Regions from separate parts of the Muntiacus reevesi genome. Here region 2 is linked to region 1. A link is a contact called in public Hi-C data. All regions are on one chromosome and are shown on one strand. Each heading gives the region's core, a stretch centred on a gene start, on an enhancer-like site or on the middle of the called end of the contact. The rest is flanking DNA. Distances are from core to core; before and after follow the strand shown. Region 1 holds the start of ABRAXAS1 (abraxas 1, BRCA1 A complex subunit). Region 2 holds the start of COPS4 (COP9 signalosome subunit 4).

Region 1 (5,298 bases), core at 1,645-4,144:
GTTTACATGGGACACATGACCAGTTTTAAAAACATGGGTGAAAGTGAAAGTGAAGTCGCTCAGTCGTGTCTGACTCTTTGCGACCCCATGGACTGTAGCCCACCAGGCTCCTCAGTCCATGGAATTTTCCAGGCAAGAGTGCTGGAGTGGGTTACCATTCCCTTCTCCAGGGGATTTTCCCAACCCAGGGATGGAACCCGGTCTCCTGCACTGCAGGCAGACGCTTTGACGTCTGAGCCGCCAGGGAAGCCCATACATGGTTAGAAGAGACTAAAGACTACTGTGACTTAAGCACTCTTGGAAGCACAAAAGGCTTAAAGCCAGAAATGAGAGCACAATGTTTGAGGAAGGAAGAGCAGCATAGTTAGCCTTAGAAAAGACTCCCATTTGTAAGCGAAAGTCGCTCAGCTGCGTCCTGACCAGTTGCGTCTGACACTTTGCGACCCCATGGACTGTAGCCCACCAGGCTCCTCTGTCTGAATTCTTCCGCCCAGGATACTGAAGTGGGGAGCTGTTCCCTTCTCCAGGAGATCTTCCCACCCTAAGGATCAAACCCAGATCTGCCACATTGCAGGTGGATTCTTTACCGGCTGAGCCACCAGGGAAGCTACATTTGTAAGGAAAGTTTACAAAGAGTCTGCCTGCCAATACCGGAGACACGGGTTCAATCCCTGGGTTGGGAAGATTCCCTGGAGAAGGAAAATGGCAACTGGCTCCAGTATTCGTGCCTGGGAAATCCCATGGACAGAGGAGCTGGGCAGGCTACAGTCCATGGGGTCACAAGAGTTGGACACAACTTATCCACTGACCCACCACCCATCTGTAAGAAAATCATAGGTAGAAGGAACAGTGCCAATAACTGACCATCCCAAATGACTAGCCCGACCATCAATGGCACGGGCTTCTGAGAGTCAGTGATGGCTTCTGTGCTATGAAATGACACAAGATGGGCTTTTTAGATTAAGAACTGTGCTCATTATTAATGATCTGGAAATCAATATCAGAGTCTGCTTTATAAAAGAGGAGCCTGGTTCTTTTTAAGATGTAGGCATCTTGCCACAACAGCAGTGACTTCTGTGAATTTCAAAGAATTCAATTATTTCTCTTGGTACACTTAGAGACCCAATGTGCTTGACAATGAATTTTTAACCTTTATAATTAGTTAAGACTACTTTTAAAAATTCATTAGAAGAAGAACACAAAGCAATGTTTCCACAATGTGAGTCTTCATTAGAATCAAACGGGAACAGTCCAGAACTCTATAGTGTTCTAGACAAACCCCTGGAAAAGAGACAACAGAAGACAATACAACTACCCAGAAAACCACCTTTTAAAGGCTTTAGGAGAAAGATCTGAGAAGCAAAGCCCTAACAGTATGGTACTTTGCAAGTGCTAATCCTTTAAGCTACATAGGATTAAACCCATTCTTGTTTATATTTACACTAAGATAGTCGAAGATAATTTCCACAACTACAGGCATTTTAAATCATCATATATTTGCTCTAGGCTAGGTGTTAAGCTACAATGTAATTTAAATTTGCATACACAAAAACTATCAATTCCAACCTTATTAGAACTGCGCCAAAATACTGTTTTGGAAAAGACAAGCCTTTATTACAAAATGAAAGTCACAACATTTAGCAGAAATCATGAGGTTTGGTATAGATATTCCCTAAACCCTCTTAGCAAGTTACTAAGCACTTCCTTTCTTTGGCTCAGACGGCCAAGAACCTGCCTGCAATGCAGGAGGCCTAGGTTTGATTCCTGGGTTTAGGAAGATCCCCTGGAGAAGGGAATGGCAATCCAGTATTCTTGCCTGGAGAATACCAAGGACAGAGGAGCCTGGCAAGCTGTACAGCCCATAGGGTCGCAAAAAGTCGGACACGACTGAACGACTAACACAAAGCACTTCCTCTCTCTGACACTACTCCTCCGGCTCCAAGTTTTACACTGGTTTTTAGTTCCATAAATAAAAAGTTTTAAAAATAGGCTCAATTAAAAAAACAAAAACTACTTTATTACTTAACTTTATCTAGAAGGTCTTGAACCTAGGCAAAAGTGTGAAATCAGGATTTAAATATTTCATATTGGAGGCTGTACTTAAATGTACGCTCAAATGTACTTAAATGTACGCTTATAAAAGCGAAAGCTGAAGCCATAGCTTAAATGTACGCTTAAATGTACTTAAATGTACGCTTACAAAAGCGAAAGCCGAGGCCATAGCTTAATAAATTTGACAACAATGCAAACAAAAGTCAGATACCCGATACAGATCTTTTCCGCGTACTAAGACTGACGCCAAAACAGCCACCGGTGGCATCATCCATCTTTCCTTTACGAGCCATCCATGTGAGCAAACGTGCCCAACTGCGGCCCCGCAAGGGAAACACCGAGTTGTCTGCGAAAACCACGGTCGGGAGCGAGGAGCAAGTTAACCCGCAACGTTCCCAGCCGCGGCGGGAACGCTGTGTGAACTTTCTATTCCTTCACGACCGAGTTCGACCAGAAAAGGGGGACTGCCGAGAGACACGGGGGCGTGCGAGGCACGGGAACGCAAGCGCTGGTTCCAAGAGGGGCGCTGAACCTGGAGAAGGCACCTCTAGGACCGCCCGGGAGCGAGAGAAGGCAGCGCCGACGGCGGAGAGCCCGGGCGGCGGCGGCGGGGAGCCCACGGGCCGGCCCCGAGCAGCGGCGGCCCGGACGTCGCCCAAGCGCGGGGGCTGGGGGGGGCCTTCCGAGGCGACGCCGCATCCCGCCCCCGCCCTCGGCTCACCGTGTCCGAGTCGGTGTTGAGGTGCTGGAAGGCGAGCGCGCCGAGCACAAATCCGGAGAGCACCGCCGACGTGCTCTCGCCCTCCATGCTTCCGTCGCCGCCGCGCGACTCCAGGGGGCGGGGCGTGGGCGGGGCCGAGTGAGGAGGCGGAGTCGCCCGAGGAGGCGGGTCTGCGCCTGCGCAGTGGCCACGGCGCGCTCCGCGGGGTCGCGGGCCGGCGGGCGAGGCTTGGGCGCCCTCTGGTGGGGATGCCGCGGTGAAGAGGTTGTAACTGGTGCTCAGGTCCGTCTTTCTGGGTGTTGGGCAACTGCTCTGTCCAGGGCCAGGAATAGCGCCTTAGCAGCTAACTGCTTCTGAGGGGCCCTGGCATAGATGCGAAAGTATGGGAAATGAAAACAGCTGACAGAATAGAAGCATTGCCTAGTGGCATAATAACACAATGGAAATGCCACGTTTGGAGCTTTCACAGTGTCAGATGCTACGCTTTACCATTTGAAACTTCTAGAATACTAATGACAATGTCAGAGAATGTCTCTTCTAGAACTCTCTAGTGATGTTTCATCTCGTGGAGTGAGGGAGGGAGATGGATTTCTCTGAGTGTTCGCTTTTAGAAAATTGAGAACTCAATTCAAAGAATATACAGACTGTTTAACCTTGTTCTGACAAGTTAATGATAGTTACAGACATACTGATGATCATTTGATAAGGGTGCTACAGAAACCAGTAATCGAGAAACCAAGCCCCAGAGTCAGAGAGCTGGAGAACTCAGGTTGATTACGCCAGCGGGCCCAGAGGAGTTAACGCTCCAAGCTCTGAGCCCGGAACAAAGGGGTTACAGAGCTTTTATACACAAACTATAGTGGGCAACACTAGCTGCTAATAGGCTGGTTTAAACTAAGGGGTTTTGCACACACGGAAACGGTGGTCAAGATGGGGAGGGGGCTGCCTGACCTTTACATGGACAGGCATGATTAAGCAGGTTTGCAGGGGCTGGACAATTGCAAAGAGCAGGACAAGGATGACCGAGATAAGCTCCAGTTCCTAGTATTGTAAGTCCCCACTTTCTGAGACTATATGACCTATGTGATCCAGACTTTGCAAGGAGCAAGCTGAGTTACAGAGGAAGATTGAGCAGGAGATTATGTAAAATTTTAACTTGTCTTCAAGGGGAATAGGAAGATTATGAATTAACAATTTTCCACACATGATATATAAAGCTATGGTTTTTAAATGAAAGCTAGCTATATATCAGACTACTGAATTAAATTAATATTGCTTGTTTCTGGGTTTTGTTGTGTAGCAGCCATATTTGACTAACATAGTGAAGACATGTACAGCATTAGAAGTTATGTTTTTTCTCTAAAATTAAGTTTTTGCTGTTGTCTCAGCAAAGTCACTGTTAATACAAAAAGATTTTCACTTAAGTTGTATTTTATAGGTAGTAATGATCTAAAGGATTAAAAACTTTTTTTTAAAGTTTGTCCAAGACATTGAAAGTAAACCCTCACATACAAGAGTGAATGATTTTTGACATGATTGCCAAGACAATTCATTGGGGAGGGACAGGTTTTTCAATAAATGCAAAAGAATGTAATTAAACCCTTACTTTATGCCATATACAACAATTGGCTCAAAAGGAATGAAATACCTAAATGAAAGACCTAAAACTAGCATTCTTAGAAGAAAACATGGGGGGAATCTTCATGACAGTGGATTTGGCCATGATTTTTTTGTGTGTAACACCAAAGGGAAAAAAAAGATGAATTTTATTAAAAACTTTTGTCCATCAAACGACATTATCAGGAGAGTGAAAAGGCAACCTACAGAAAAGAGAAGTATTTGTGAATCATGTATCTGATAAGGGATTAATATCCAGAATATATATAAAGAATATATGTAATATATATTGAATATATATTCAATGACAGCAGAAAAAAATTAGCAAAGGATTTGAGTAGACTTTTCTGTAAAGAAGATGCACAGGTTTCTAAGGTGGTGCTAGTGGTAAAGAATCCAGCTGCCAATGCAGGAGACACAAGAGACCTGATTTGATCCCTGGGTCAGGAATCCTTGGAGTAGATAAAGGCAACCCGCTCCAGTATTCTTGCCTGGAAAAATTCCATGGACAGAGGAGCCTGGTGGGCTACAGTCCATGGGGTTGCAAAGAGTTGGACACGACTGAGTGACTGAACATGCACTCAACAAGTACATGAAAAAATACTTAACATCACTAGTCATTCAGTTCAGTTCAGTTCAGTCGCTCAGTCATGGCCGACTCTTTGCGACCCCATGAATCGCAGCACGCCAGGCCTCCCTGTCCATCACCAACTCCCGGAGTTAGTCATTAGGATAATGCAAATCAAAACCATAATGGCCCACCGTATAGCATTCTGTATTAACTTAAAAGGGAAAAGAAGCTGAAAAAGAATAGATACTTGTATATGTATAACTGATTCATTTTGCTGTATACTTAAAACTAACACAACATTGTTAATCAACTATACTCCAATATAAAATAAAAATTA
Region 2 (5,298 bases), core at 1,931-4,430, 400 kb before region 1:
TCCTAGGATAGCCTTCTTTTCATATCTGTAGGGGAACTGTAAGGAGGAAGAGACCATCTGTTAAGAGCTGATTATGTGAAAACATGAGATATCTGACCAGGGAAATGGCCTTATTAAATAAGGGTTTAATGAGAAGAGCTCTACTAGTGGTGACATCTGCTAAAGCAGTGCTACTCAAATTTAATGTGCAACAGTTACTAGAGGAGTTTGGTCAACATGACAATTTTGACTTAGTAGCTGACCTGGGTTCGATCCCTGGGTCGGGAAGAACCCCTGGAGAAGGAAATGGCAACCTACTCCAGTATTCTTGCCTGGAGAATCCCATGGATGGAGGAGCCTGGTGGGCTACATTAGTCCATGGGGTCGCAAAGAGTCGGACATGACGGAGCGACTTCACTCACTTTAAGTTGGAACTGGGACCCAAGGTTTCACCTAGCTAGAAGAACTAGGATTTGTGCACTTCCCATAACTCAGAGTTGCCCAGCTAGATTCCTGTTAAGCAATTGAAACGAGGGAGGGAAAAAGTTCTCAGTGCCATCCAGGTTTGTTCTTCTCACTGCTATAACCAAACCTAAAACTATGTAGTATTCTCTTAGAAGTTGAGCATGCATAATAGTTTGGAAAAGGGAGGTTTTGTCACATCAAAAAGTTTTAGTAGAACTGCTGCCTACAATAACTAGAAAGGCAGAGAACCTCCCTCTCTAGCTTGTAGGTCTAGTGGAGATATCTTGAAAAAGAGCCACTTTATGTATGTGGCTGCTGCTTTTACTTTTCAGCAAGGTATTACAAGAGTTTCCCAGGTGGCACTAGTGGGAAAGAATTTGCCTGCCAGTGCAGGAGACACGAGATTCAGGTTCAATCACTGGGTTACCAAGATCCCCTAGAGTAGTAAATGGCACCCCACTCCAGTATTTCTTGCCTGGAAAATTCCATGGGCAGAGGAGCCTGGAGAGCTACAGCCCATGGGGCCGCAAAGAGTCAGGGGTAACTGAGCATGCACGCATAAGGTACTACATGTAAAGCTTGAAGTTAGGCTAGACAGAGAACAGAATGTCTGGAAATTCTGGAACTTCACTAAGTTGAAAAAGTTGACAGCTTGTGTAACCCTAAATTACAGGAGAGAAAACTTGGCTTAGAGATTTCTCAGAGCCCAATGTGATTTTTTTTTTTTTTTTTGCAAACACACATAAATAAAAAACAACAGAAAGGAAAGATACACTGAAGCAAAAATCAAACTAATAGAGTTCTCTTCTACTTAAGCTTATTCTTTCAGATGATTTCAAGGATGCCATCATTAAGATGTTAAGAATGGGTTGCATATGGAAGTCAGGATATAGGGCAGATTTAATGACTACTTTAAAAAAAAAAAACTTTAGGAGCTTCCCTGGTGGCTCAGACATTAAAGAATTTGCCTACAATGCAAGAGACCTGGGTTCAATCCCTGAGTCGGGAAGATCCCTTGGAGGAGGAAATGGCAACCCACTCCAGTATTCTTGCCTAGAGAGGAGAACAGAGGAGCCTGGTGGGCTACAGTCCATGGGATTGCAAAGAGCTGGACATGACTGAGCAATTAACACTTCACTTCAAAAACAACTTTGAGTATGTTTATTAGCACATGAAACTGTCTGTAAAGGAAGCAGAGTTTACTGAATATTCCATGAAATTATGTTAAAAAAAATCCCACTTCAAAACCCTGGTCTACAAATGCCCTCAACTGTTCAAGTCCTAAAGCGTTCCCCTAGAGAGGGAATACCCTCCAACATCCAGTTAACTTGTATTCAGAAGGCAAAGATGGGGCCCACTGAATACAATGAACAGTGTAATTATCCTCTTAAAATGCAGTACTAACCATGGTGTCTGACCACCATGCAGGTGTAACAACTGCAGTGGGTGTTCATAATTCCTGGGCAGGATTCTACCATTGCTGTGGACAAGTAACTACTGTGTTTCCCACTCTTTTTTGGAACTGCAGTTATCCTATTCCTTCTGTCCTTGCTCCTCTATTGATTTGTATTACATATTTGGGCCTGAGACAGATAATTTGTTCTATAGTGTATATATGTTTGGGCCATGAACAATTACATCCAAACTTTTGGAGAGGGTTGTACATTATCAGACATCCTGGATTTTAGGCTGATACAGGAACTGAGTGGGAACTTGAACTCTCTTCTTTAGGGTTGCGTGTCCTACGGTAAGAAGGATACACAGAGATAATGTATTTTGATTAGAGGGACAAATGGCAATGGAGACTGCTGGTTGACTCTCCAAAACCATCCTTTCCTTTGACCCAGGCAAAAGGAAACTAAATATCCAGACTCACAGTTGCCAGGCATGGAGATCTCACCAAGTTTTTAACTATGGAGGGACATCTGAACTGAGAGCGAAGGACAGGAAAGCCTGGCTTGCTGCAGTCCATGGGGTCGTAAAGATTTGGACACGACTTAGCGACGGAACTAGAATAATAAAGACAACAAATCGCCACATTACTTTCTCAAAGGATTTCCTTGTTCTAGACTTCTTTTCTTTCCCCTTCTCCAGAGAACATGTTCTTTTTCACATATAAAGTGGCAAAAATTCAAAAGTCTAACATCCTTTGTAGGTAAGACTGTAGAAATTTGCACGCCTATATAAATACATAAATACAATTACGGATCAAGGTAAGGCGATCATCCAAATGGAGCAGTTTCCAGAGTGAAAGGGCATGTTATTAACAATTATTCCAGGACGACAGATGGAAAATGGCACTGTCCTAGACAAACTGGGATGTATGATCAATCTATATACAGACGCAGAGTGGGAAGGGAACGGGGACATTTTTCACTGTAGTTTACAAAAGTACCGGTCTTGTGGTAAATTGTAAACAAAAATAACTCGTTCTTTACCACGGGTAGTTGGAGTGCAGCCTTAAAGAACAAGGGATGGTAAACTACGACAGGAGACACGGAACTTGACGAAAACCCCGAAGTTTTGCGAATCGGGCACTTACTGGGGTTGCACAAGCGACACAGTCCCTTGGAGTTCATCCGCCAATCCGGAGTGGGAGCGCGCGAGCCCGAGCCTGTAAGAGAAGCCCGGGCGGGCCTAGGATTTGAGGAGTGGAGCTTCGCGTCAATCAACCCTGGGGGCGGGCCTAACGCAGGCGCCCACACTCGGCGTTCTGGCCTACACAGGCGCTACTCTGTGGCATCTCGGGTTCCCTCTAGCCGCACTCTGGAGGACTACACTCGGTTTCTTTCGGCCGCGAGAGGCCCAGCAGCCTCCGCCGAGCTGGGAGAAAGATGGCGGCAGCCGTGCGGCAGGATTTGGCCCAGCTCATGAATTCGAGCGGCTCTCATAAAGATCTGGCGGGCAAGTGAGTATTTCCTGGGGGCCTGGGAGGTGGAGAGGCAAGCCAGAGACTTGTTCTCCTTGGATTGACGGCGGCTTTCGGATGTGAAGCTAGGAGCGGGCCTGAAGACCAAGGGGGCGGGCCTGAGGTCGGTCGTGGAGGCAGATGCTGGGAGCAGCAGAAAACTGGAGGGGACCTTGTGCAGGGAGCGCTCAGGACCTTAGATCTGAAGTGGCTGTCAACTTTTTCAGCCCTTGATGGCATCCTTTACGTTCTCTTAAGATTCTAGAAGCGCGGTCTGTGGGACGACTGCTCCCATGGCCTTCTAAGCCTTCTCTGGTGCCCCTTCCCATCGCTGGCTGGCCTCTCACACCGAATTCTGGCCTCTGTTTGCCTCTGCTCCGCCCGTTTTTTCTCTTTGACTGAGGGCCATTTATATTCCGGAACCTTGGTGCAGAGTTTTCCGGGGAGATGGCTTCTTGAGGCTGACGGGGGCTGAGGAGGTATGGCCGCTATCATGTCGTCCAGAACTACTTGAACCATCTTCTGTGGGTTGTGTTTTGGGTACTGTCTCTCCCCGCCACCAGCTCTGAAGAAGGGCATGGAGGAATGTCACCACAACGTGGGTCAGGATGTCTAGAGGAGTGATGTTTGCAGAATTTTAAACAGATGATTAGAAATTTTGTCGGAATTTATGTAGAAGGGTTAGGTCCACTCCAGCTTAAATTTGTGATTTGTGCCTGCCCTGCAGTCAGTTATTCAACAGTGTTAATTACATCTAGACAGATAGATAGATAGATAGGGAGATAGATAGTCTGTTTCCTCTTTGTAGATTTCACAGCACTATTTTTTTTTGTAATGAACATGAATTCTGTTTAAAATGTGCTTCTCAAGTTGATCTTATTTACATTTGACAGCTAAGATCACCTTGCTCCGTTTCAACAGGCTACACCTGTTTTAACCTGGCCATTGAAACATTGACTTTGTTTTATGTAGGCTGTAATGCGTTTTGTCTGCTAGTAAACGTAATCCAGTATATCAGTGGGAAATTTAGCAGTGCTCTTGGGCTTAACTACTTTGCGGGGCAATTTCCCTCTCAGGAAGATGGGATAATTATAAGATAATCTGTCTGAGGACAAAATGAATAGAGTGTGTATATGCACCTAGAACAGTACCTGGCACTTAGAAAGAGCCACAGGATTGTCCTCCTTACTGTTACTATTATTAAGAAGCTGATAAGTACATATTGACTTAATCCCTGGGTTGGAAATAAATTGAATATGTCTCACTGCTTAATTCTTTTTGCATGTAATTTTGATAGATTTGGATGAAAGTAAAACTTGCTTATATTTTTTTTCCATGTTTGCTTTCCTTTTTATTTTGTTAAAAAAAAAAGATAAGAGTATTAGTTATCAGAAGAGATACAGTTTTCACGTATTTGCAGAATTCTGAAACTTAAGCTAAGCATTTACTTTCTCAGCTCTGAATTGCAGATAAACAGTAGTATCTACCTTCCTGGGTACATCAGTTATTTACTGCTCTGTAACAAATCAAAAACTTAGTGGTGTAAAAGAAGTATAATTTCTCAATATGCTTTAGATCAACTAGGTTGTTTCGCTGGTCTTGTCTGGGCCCACTCATGCATACACTTGTAGCTGTTGTCTGGGTCTCTCTGCACACTGTCTCTCGTTCAGGGCCTTAGGAAGGTTCCAATGGGGTGAAAGAAACAGCTGGCAAGCCCTCTTAAGGAAGGAAGTCTCACAACATCATGTCTCAAGCACTGGTCAGAGTAAGAAGACCAGGCTGGATTCACGGCTAGAGGAAATGCAATCTACCTCTATGGGAAGGGTGGCCAGGTTACATTGCAGAGGGGCGTAGTAAGGGGAAGGCAGTAACTGGATGCCATTATTGCAAGAGTCTAGTACACGGATTGTTGTGAAGATTAAATGGAATAAAGTACTTGATAACTG

Evidence for each region. Hi-C and Micro-C count contacts between places; a contact is called where the count stands out from the background.
Region 2: a Hi-C map of blood shows a contact between it and region 1, with 5 times the contacts expected there. The contact joins the promoter of COPS4 here to the promoter of ABRAXAS1 in region 1. A contact is called at or near these places in 2 of 3 Hi-C or Micro-C datasets (blood and muscle).

What each region holds. Positions count from the first base shown.
Region 1 is chr22:18,212,881-18,218,178 of mMunRee1.1, reverse strand. ABRAXAS1 (abraxas 1, BRCA1 A complex subunit) reads right to left here and starts at 2,894. Exons shown (of 10, transcript XR_010660306.1): 1 at 2,774-2,894.
Region 2 is chr22:18,612,125-18,617,422 of mMunRee1.1, reverse strand. COPS4 (COP9 signalosome subunit 4) reads left to right here and starts at 3,180. Exons shown (of 9, transcript XM_065914358.1): 1 at 3,180-3,352. The coding sequence starts at 3,279.